Regions from separate parts of the Sus scrofa genome. Here region 1 is linked to region 2. The links are chromatin contacts, called in public HiChIP or PLAC-seq maps. All regions are on one chromosome and are shown on one strand. Each heading gives the region's core, a stretch centred on a gene start, on an enhancer-like site or on the middle of the called end of the contact. The rest is flanking DNA. Distances are from core to core; before and after follow the strand shown.

Evidence for each region. HiChIP or PLAC-seq counts read pairs in DNA pulled down with a chosen protein or histone mark.
Region 1: an H3K27ac HiChIP or PLAC-seq map of skeletal muscle shows a contact between it and region 2, with 5 times the contacts expected there. The contact joins the promoter of NPM3 here to the promoter of LBX1 in region 2. A contact is called at or near these places in 3 of 5 promoter capture datasets (fetal liver, fetal skeletal muscle and liver), 14 of 47 Hi-C or Micro-C datasets (alveolar macrophages, brain, embryonic fibroblasts and 11 more) and 1 of 2 datasets of contacts at active chromatin or transcription factors (skeletal muscle).

Annotation. Positions count from the first base shown.
Region 1 is chr14:112,820,050-112,824,927 of Sscrofa11.1, reverse strand. It overlaps NPM3 (nucleoplasmin-3), which reads left to right and starts at 2,684. Exons shown (of 6, transcript XM_003359343.4): 1 at 2,684-3,712; 2 at 3,973-4,058; 3 at 4,311-4,430; 4 at 4,548-4,641. The coding sequence starts at 3,595. MGEA5 (protein O-GlcNAcase) reads left to right here. Exons shown (of 16, transcript XM_003483548.4): 16 at 281-2,434. The coding sequence ends at 417.
Region 2 is chr14:112,283,067-112,287,798 of Sscrofa11.1, reverse strand. LBX1 (ladybird homeobox 1) reads left to right here and starts at 1,583. Exons shown (of 2, transcript NM_001206336.1): 1 at 1,583-2,048; 2 at 2,726-3,538. The coding sequence starts at 1,724. The coding sequence ends at 3,246. LOC110256659 (a long non-coding RNA gene) reads right to left here. Exons shown (of 2, transcript XR_002338515.1): 2 at 3,781-4,732. It overlaps LOC102161206 (a long non-coding RNA gene), which reads right to left and starts at 28. Exons shown (of 3, transcript XR_307765.3): 1 at 1-28.

The DNA.
Region 1 (4,878 bases), core at 1,435-3,934, 540 kb before region 2:
AATAAAATATATATCCATCACTTTAAGATAGTTATCACTGCAATATTTATGAATATTAATATTCATTGACTTTTTAATACAGATTTTAAAAATTGATATTTAGGAGCTGATATAGATAAGCACCTTCTATGATCTCTTTGAAATATATTAATAACAATTCATAATTCTACTTAAGTGATTTTTTCAGATTTTTTTAATTAAAAATTTTTTTTATTACTTAATGGATTTTATTACATTAAGTGACATTTATAATTTGAATATTTTTTGTTTTTTTCCTTAGGTTCCCGAGGGGCTTTCTGTGAAGTGAGACCTGATGATAAAAGAATTTTGGAATTTTACAGCAAGTTAGGCTGTTTTGAGATTGCAAAAATGGAAGGATTTCCAAAGGATGTGGTTATACTTGGCCGGAGCCTGTGATGTTTGTTGGCACTATGAACTGTCAGAAAGTCTCTTAACTTCACCTGGTGGGTGGTGGTTGGGGTCTTCATACAGTTCAGCCTCTGGAGTGGCAACACATTGGCTGATTAGGATTGAAAACAAAGAAGACTGTGTAAAACTCACTCATCATACTTAGAGAGACTACTCACTGGTTGGAAGAAGATAGTATTGCTGCAAATCCTGTATGAAAGAGATGTGGGCCTCCTTTTTGAGTCTTGTGTTAGATGCCAAGACCTCTTACATGGGCTTATAGGGAGGGGTCTTCAATAAATGTAGTCAGCACTGTTTTTTGCATCCAGTGTGGTTGCATTTCTCACCTGAGAGTAATCAAAATCATTTGTCATCCTCTTTGGCTTATTGAATGAAACGTGTCTCCTCCTTTGGGGACATGGCAAAGATGAGAAAGATTTGGTTTCTGAGGCTTCAGGGTGGAGATTCCAAGTGGGATGGTTATGGCATAGTTTAAGCTGAGTAAATGATTTCACTTTGGGCAGTTTTTCTGCTTTTTGTGAAGCCATGGCCAGTTGTCTCTTGTAGTGACCATTGGTTCAGGCATGTTGTACTTTGTAGGGACAAATGTGCAGTTGTTTGTGGCGAAAGCCTAAAAGTGACAAACTTGTAAATTTTTTTGTATATAAACTAGCTGTAACCTGACTATTCTTTGTGTTTATTGGGTTTTGTAATTTTTCCTTCTGAAAATGAAAAGGTTGGTTCAGGATGGCACTTTGAATAATATAAATCAGTGGAAAGTGGATTTTCTTTGCTTTTTTTTTTTTTAAATAAGTTGTATTATTTTTGAAGTGCCTCCCACATAGGGCTAGGCCATGACCACTTTGGGTACGAGAGCCTAACTTCATAGGACTCAATCTGTTGCAAAGTGCAGTAACTTCTGGAAATTAACCTCGATGAAGATCAGCATGTGAAATGTTAATTTTGACATCTGGCAAGAAGGGTTCAGGGACTAATTGATCCCATTTGCCCTCGGATCAGTTGTCCTTTAATTTCAAGACTATTCCTACTGGTTTTATTAAATCAGTCTTTAGTTTTTGCATGTTTGTATCTAATTTTTAAAAGAATGAGCACACTTTAACCAATGACTTATGGTTACCTTTTGTCTTTCCTTTAAACGGGTTCTGAAAGCTTCAAGTATTCTAATTTAGATTTGGTGTTTTTAAGGGTTCTGAGCATGAGGCTAGCAGGTAATCTCTGCAGGATTTTTTTTTTTTTTTTTATGATGGCTGGCTGGCTTCTCCATTGGTTCATAACTATTTTGTTACATTGCTTTCCTGCAGTTTTGTATCAGCTGTTTTAACTTTGAGCTGAGAGGGGAAGGTCAAGGGGGAAGGAAACTTAAAACATTTTCCTTCATAGGTTCCCATCAGTATGGACTTTGGAAAGAGAGTTTTTAAAAAGCATTGTATTTAGTGCTGCCTAGTAACTTTCAACCAAAGCCTGTGAGTGCACTGAGTGGGTGAGATGAAGGAAGGAGGCCTCTTCATATACAGGGTTAGAAAACCTTCAACTGATAGGAGGATATAGGTATGCTATGTTGGACAACTGGAACCAAGTTTGTAGTTTTCAGGGCTGGGATGAAGGGAAGATATCTACAAGATACTGTTTTAAATGGCTTAATGTCATTTGATTTTCTCTTTAAGTACATTTTGTACACTAGTGGACAATTCTAGCATTTTATCTGGAGGGTTCCACAGTCATCCTATGGAATCAGGATTTTTCGCAAGTTTGCTTGTGGCTTTATCTTGGCTTTTAATAATCAGTTTGGCTGGTCTTCTGGTCACAGAGCTAATAACTATGAAACAGATGTCCAGGCCTCTAGGATTGTAAAGTGCTATGTTATCTTCTACGGTTATGAATATTTATTAAGGTTGGGATGACATTTCATTGATTGTTTAGATCACAGCTCAGTTTCTGTAGAAAACAAACTGTAAAACTATCTGAAGACCATGCAAGAGGCAAAATAAAACTTGAAGTGAATGTGTGTGATGGTGTCCTATGTAAACCTCCTTCCTGTTTTTGCCTCCTACCTTTTCTCCTGCCCTTGCATTCCTCACCTGCAAGCATGTATTCCTCTACATAGCTGTTCCAAGTTAAGAATTAGATCCTTCCTTTTCTTGTTTTTTTTTTGTTGTTTTTTGCTTTTTAGTGTCTCAGCCTCTCGACATATGGAAGTTCCCAGGCTAGGGATCAAATGCGAGCTATGGCTACCAGCCTAGGCCACAGCCACAGCAATGTGGGATCCGAGCCACGTCTGCAACCTACAACAGCTCAGGGCAACCCACTGAGTAAGGGCAAGGATTGAATCAGTCCAGATTTTCCTCAAGGCAAGGTAAAAGGAAAGTGGCCTACTACTTGGCCAAGCCACCTTCTTGCCAAAATTATAACCTGGGTGCGAATCAACACAGCTAGTTTGAGTTCTTGCCACCAAGCAGAGTAAGGAACACAAGTGCCTGATTGTTTGGTCAAAAGGTGAAAGCTGGAGGCAGAGCCCAAATTATGAGACAGGAGTCCAAGGCAGAAAGATGTTCTGGGACTAGCATGCCTTTGCCAGTCCCACGCTTGAGCTGCTAGCAAGCACCAGCAGGCAGCCAGCATTTGAAGTTCAGTGAAGACAGGCAATCACTATCAGATTGCCTTGCTTCTGGATAGTGAACTGCAAAATCAATTAGAGCAGGAACCATATCCAGGAGTGGATGGAGTGGCTTGAATAACACTAGGTCTTCTGTCAGGCTCCTCAGTTCCTTTGGAGGAAAGGCAAATCTGAGCACATTTGCTATTATAAGGAAAAGGCTGCACTATATCTCGCCTTTCCTAGGGGAACTGGAAAAATTTACATTTTACATACACCAACGAAAGCTCACCTTGGGTTGGGTTGTGGAACTAGAGAAAATGGAGGCAGGAGCCGCTCCCTGAGAGTCTTGGACGTGGAAGTGAGCAAGGACGTTAACACGAATCCCAAGTGCATGTTTTGCGATGTTACCATCTCCGTGCGGTCTCAATCAACAGGTCTGAGGCTCCTGAGCCAAACTGGGCAATGGCCCCCTGCCCAGAGTGCTTCTCCTTTAATAGGTGGGGCCGGAGCCGCCGCGAGGCTCGGGCTTTGTACGTGTCGGAGGCGGAGCCTCAGCCGGCACTAGCAGCATGGCCACCGGCGCCGCTGCTGCCTTGGGTTTCTTGAATCAGGAGAGCCGCTGCCGGGCCGGGGGTGCCGGCAGTCTGCGAGTCCCTACCCCGGTCACTATGGACAGTTTTTTCTTCGGTATTCAGAAAAGGAGGGGCTGGGGGTGTTACTGGGTCACAGGCAGGGCTGGGGAACAGAAATGCAGATGCGTGCGCGACGTGGGTGGGGACTCAGGGGGCCTCGCACGCGGCCGCTGGAGCGGAAGGGGAGGCCAGGCCCCTGTCCTCTTCGTGCAAGGGGGGGCTCCACGTGGACCTGAGAAGTGGGCCTGTGAATAGGTCAGTCCTGGGCTGCACGTGAGCCGCCGCCACATGCTCACTGTGCTATATCTCTTCCAGGCTGCGAGCTCTCCGGCCACAGTCGCTCTTTCACCTTCAAGGTAGAGGAAGAGGATGATGCAGATCACGTGCTGGCTTTGACCATGGTAAGGGGCGGGGAAGGCGTGGTGGTGAATAGGACCCGAGCAGGTCACCCGTGGGCCTCTACCCGCGCGTCTCTCCTCCTTGTCCCATTTATTGCGAGTCACTTCCTCTGCTGCCTATCCCCCTTTGGGGAGACTCCCTTGGCCAGGTGATCCAGGGACCTCTGAGGCTGGGCAAGTTCCAGGGTAGATGCCCCCATTTGTGGTGTTCACCCTCACATGGGGAGACTCCGAGGCCCTATGTACCTTTCCCAGCTCTGCCTCACTGAGGGGGCCAAAGATGAGTGTAACGTGGTAGAAGTCGTGGCCCGGAACCGTGACCACCAGGAGATTGCAGTCCCTGTGGCCAACCTCAAGTTGTCCTGCCAACCCATGGTAAGTGTTCTGGCCATACCTCGGGAGGTTGGGAGGTAGGAATTGAGGACTTAAGGACTCCTCACAAGATGGGTGGACCAGGAGTGGCCTAGGCCTTCATCTTTCTCTTCCTTCCAGCTCAGTTTGGATGACTTCCAGCTCCAACCACCTGTAACCTTCCGCCTGAAGTCAGGCTCTGGCCCTGTGCGGATTACTGGGCGGCACCAGATTGGTGAGAGTTTTCTTTGCCTCTAGTGGATTCTCTGTCAGAACTCTTGACCCACCCCACCCATATCTCCCAGTGCAGTTCCCATACAGACCTTGTATGCTGTGCCTTCCATTTTCTGTCCTACTCAAGCCCTTCTCCTTCATGGAACCTGTCCCAACTTCTCCAGCTCCAGTGGTGTGTACTCCTTTGGCTCTTTATAGTCTAGCTAAGTATTAGGTTTTTTTCCAGCTAGACCATAAA
Region 2 (4,732 bases), core at 334-2,833:
ATAGAGAGAATTCGGACTGTAGGGTTTCCAGTGCCCAGTCTGACTCGAACCCCAGATCCCTCCTGGTTCCTGAGAGCACAGCCCCGGCCCGTGGCCCGGCCCCCTCCCGGCCCCCGCCCCGCATCCGGAACAGCTGGAGTCGGCCTGGCGGTGCACTCAAGCCCGGCGCTGGGCTGGGCGGGGCCGGCAGCGGGGCCCCGGCCGGGGCCCGGCAGAGCGCAGCGGGGAGGCCCTGAGCCTGCCCCGTTAGCCCCAGCACCCGGCCCGGCTACTCGGTCGGACACCAGTCACCAGACCGGCGGTGGCCCCGGCCGACCCGGAGAGCCGCGGCCCGAAGAGAGTGTGCAAGACTGCCGGAGGAGGTAAGGCTGTCGCTTTGGGCTCACGCCGGGGAAGAGGGGTCTAGAGTCACCAACAACTCCCCTTCCACCACTTGGTTGGGGAAAGCTGTGTCCTCTGGCTGGCCTCCTACCCCAACCCCCGGGCTCCCTCACCCCTGCTTCCCGTGTCGCCTCACTCAGGGCTGCAGAGCCCCCTCGGACCTCCCGCGGGCCAGCTGGAGGGCTGCAGATTCCTTCGCCCCGGGCGCGTGGCCCAAGGCCGAGGGTGAGGGACAAGTGGGTCTAGGGTTAGGGGCGCTAGGTCTTTGATCTCAGCTTGGCAAAGTCCTCTCTGGGCCCGCGACACTGGGCCCACCCAGACTACTGGTCTTACCTGGCCCGCGCGGCGGCTGCATACCTCCCCGGCTGAGCTCCTGCAGCCCTTCTAGGGCGCCAAATCCTGGTTGAAGAGCCTGAGACCTCCGGGCCAGCGCTGCCGCTACAGCCAGGCCGGCGGGAGGTGGGTGCGCCGGGAGTGCGGCTCGCAGTTTGGGGTGGGGGCGGCGGCTTTTCAGTCGCCGGAGGTTCGGGTGCAATAAAGGCGCCGCTAATGTAATTTACAAACAGCTCGGGCCGAGCGCGGCGCAGCGCCCGGACTGACAGGCGCATTAGGCAGGCTAATTCCAGCCGGCTCCTCCTACCCCAGGCCCGCTAATTAATGAGCTTCCCAACTTAGAGCCGCCTGCATTGGACGGACAGAGAGTGAAAGGGAGGACGAGGGAGAGGGAGAAGGAGAGAGACGGGGGGAGCGGAGAAGAGAAGAGAGAGGGAGGGAGGGAGGGAGAGAGGGAGGGAGAGAACAGGAAGAGAGAGAACAGAGAGAAAGAAGAGAGGAGAAAGACAGGGAGAAAGAGAAAGAGAGAGAGAGAAGTGCCGCTGCAGATAATTGATTACTCCTCGATCAAGGCTAACTTGTTAGCAATAGTCAATTGCCCCATCTCTCCGCCTCCCCTCGCAGTACGGGATCGGCGCCCTCGCCTCGGCTCTTCCAACTGCCGCCGCCAGGACCCGGGGCCAGGAGCCGCCGCGGAGCCACCTGACACCTTTAAATAGCACCGGGGGCTGGCGAAACTGGAGCCCCGCGCGGCGCGCCCCGGCTCGGGCCCCGGATTGCTGGAAGCCCCGGCGGCTGTGGCGCCCGCGTCAGCGCCCTCCTCCTGGGGCCCCGTGCGGCTCTGTTCGCCTCTGCCGCTGCGCTAATCGGCCCGAGCCCGGCCCGCGTCCTGCCCAGCGCGGCCTCCTGTCTGCCTGCCACCCGCTCGCGCCGCCCGGCGCCCGAGCTGCCCGCGGGCTGGGTCCCCGCGACCCGAGCCGCCCCGGCCGGGCCCCCAAAAGAGGCCGAGATGACTTCCAAGGAGGACAGCAAGGCGGCGCCGGGGGAGGAGAGGCGGCGCAGCCCTCTGGACCACCTGCCGCCGCCCGCCAACTCCAACAAGCCGCTAACGCCTTTCAGCATTGAGGACATCCTCAACAAGCCGTCTGTGCGGAGAAGTTACTCGCTGTGCGGGGCGGCGCACCTACTGGCGGCCGCGGACAAGCACGCGCCGGGCGGCTTGCCCCTGGCGGGCCGCGCGCTGCTCTCACAGACCTCGCCGCTGTGCGCCCTGGAGGAGCTCGCCAGCAAGACTTTTAAGGGGCTGGAGGTCAGCGTCCTGCAGGCAGCCGAAGGTAGGCGCCGCCACTGGGTACCTTTGCGACCAGCACCCCGCGCCTGGATCCAGGGGTCCCACGCTTAGTGCCTGGTCCCTCTGCCCGCCTCCTCCCTTGCCAGCCGCCAGGGCCCTCCAGCCCAAGCTGCTGCCGCTGGGAGTGGAGATGCGTGGGACAGGACCCAAACCCTGTTTCCTAGGGACCTCTGGATAGGCCAGATCGAGTGACTGAGGAAGGGAGGCGGGAACCCAAGATCTCTCCGCAGTCGGTCTGCTCTGCCTGGCTCCCTCCCTTTCACAGTGGCCCGGGGAACTGGGGTTTGGAGAGCCTTGGCTAGGACCTTTTGGGTAGGTAGAGCTGAGTTGATTGCAATGTGGTGGAGAGCCAGCATTCACACCCAGTCAGGGAGTCCCTGTCTGGCTCTCTCCTGTTCCAGGGACATCGAGTCTTTCAAACCAACTCTCAAGTGACCCGGCAGAGACCAAAACAATTTTTTCCTAGGGACTTCCGGTAGCTGAGAAATGGGGGAAGGGGGCTTGCCATAGCTGAGGCTTGCCCTAGTCCTGGTGGTCGAATCTAATCCGGCAGGCGACAGCGACTGACCACAGGCCGGATAGGTCTAGGTGCGGTGAGTAAGGGCCAGGGTGGGGGTCTCCTCTCCCCTGGAGCAAGCCTATATTTTGGTTTCCTCGCAGGCCGCGATGGAATGACCATCTTTGGGCAGCGGCAGACCCCCAAGAAGCGGCGAAAGTCGCGAACGGCCTTCACCAACCACCAGATCTATGAGTTGGAGAAGCGCTTCCTTTACCAGAAGTACCTGTCCCCCGCCGATCGTGACCAAATTGCGCAGCAGCTGGGCCTCACCAATGCTCAGGTCATCACCTGGTTTCAGAATCGGCGCGCCAAGCTCAAGCGGGACCTGGAGGAGATGAAGGCCGACGTGGAGTCCGCCAAGAAACTGGGCCCCAGTGGGCAGATGGACATCGTGGCGCTGGCCGAACTGGAGCAGAACTCTGAGGCTGCAGGCGGCGGTGGCGGCGGCTGCGGCAGGGCCAAGTCCAGGCCTGGCTCTCCGGCACTCCCCCCAGGCGCCCCGCAGGCCCCGGGCGCCGGGCCCCTGCAGCTCTCTCCTGCCTCCCCGCTCACGGACCAGCCGGCCAGCAGCCAGGACTGCTCGGAGGACGAGGAAGACGAGGAGATCGACGTGGATGATTGAGCTGCGCCCCGGCATCTTCCGCCGCCCTGGGCTCCTAGCGCCGTTTGCCGGCCGCCTCCCGGACCGGACCGCCAAGGGGAGCTGGGACCTCCTCTGCAACTCCCGCCTTCTCCCCTGTCCCTGGCCCGGACTCGGCTCCCGGCGGCCGCCTCTTCCCTCACGAAGCAATAAACCCGGGCCGGCCGGCCGGGCCGGCCGCCGCGCGCGGCCTCCACCGCCCCGGGAGCCCTCGCCGTGCAGCTCTGTATGGCTTCTGTATAAATATTTAAACCTATACTCCGGGTTCTTCCCATCGCAGCCTGACTTTTTTCTTTCTTTTATTTTTTAAAATTTCGGAGATCTCCATGATTTCAAAGCTCTCAGGCTGCTGCCGGGTTTGCTGAGGGCGAGGCAGAATCGAGGGTAACGAACATTTAACCCCGAGGTCTGGAGGAGGGGGCCGCCCCGACTGTTCTGATTTTTCTCTGCATGTGGCGAATGCACCGGCCTTCTCCCTCCTCACTTCCCTAGGCCTATTGCAGTTGACTTCTTTTATTTCCTTCTGCATTTCCCCCCCTGCGTCGGAAGGGGCTGAGGGGGGCAACTGGGTCTTGACTTGCAAGTTTCAAATAGATGTTTTCTTCCCCCCTCGAGAGAAGCCTGTTCTCAGTGCCATTTCTGCCTCCAAATGCCCAGTAACGCTATTTTTAAGATTCCTTCCCACCCTCTCTCGGTTTCCTTGGACTGACTACCGAGGGGTCCGAGTCTTAGGGACAAAACAGGGGGAAATCCAACCAACCAACGAAAACGGAACCCAAAGCCCTAGAATTATTTTTTACTCTTTTTAGAATTTTTTTGCATGTGACAGAGATCGAGAGGAGGCCGACTTAAGCCCTCGCCCCACCTCCTCTGCAGCTCTGGGTCTGTCTTGCAGTTTCCAATGCCCTGCTCCTAGCTCGACTTGGCCAGAAAAGGGTGGCCAGATGAGGGTGGGTCCTGCGTGCCACTCCCCTGCTCCTGCCCTGCCCTCTCCTCCCCAGACTGTACCCAAGGCCTCTTTCTCCGATAAATAAAGTCTTTGCCATTTTACTAGAACCGGCGGTGACGGTGTCTGAATGAGTGGGCCCTATTCAGTGAAGCCGTGGCAGGTTCTGGGTGTCTCGCCGCTGCTAGTCACCCTCTGCCCAGGCCTTGGAGATTTGGAGGAGTTTCGGGGCAGGCATGAGAATGAGGGATGTGGGGGTAAGTAGTGAGGGAGGAGGCGCTTCTTGCACAAACCGGCGGTAGCTACCAAGTGGTGCAGGGGTGAGAGAAGCAGGCTTCGCCAGGTCCGGGTAAAAAGTGAGGCGTGCAATGCTGGGAGAAAACGTGTGCATACTTTGAGGGCTGCACGGGTGCAGAATTAATTTGTGTGGGGCAAAGGCTGCATGGGGGGAGACTTGCCCTGGGGCTCATGCATCCTACCCAGGACCCGAGGGAATTCCTTCCCCGCTCCTTGGGGCACTGG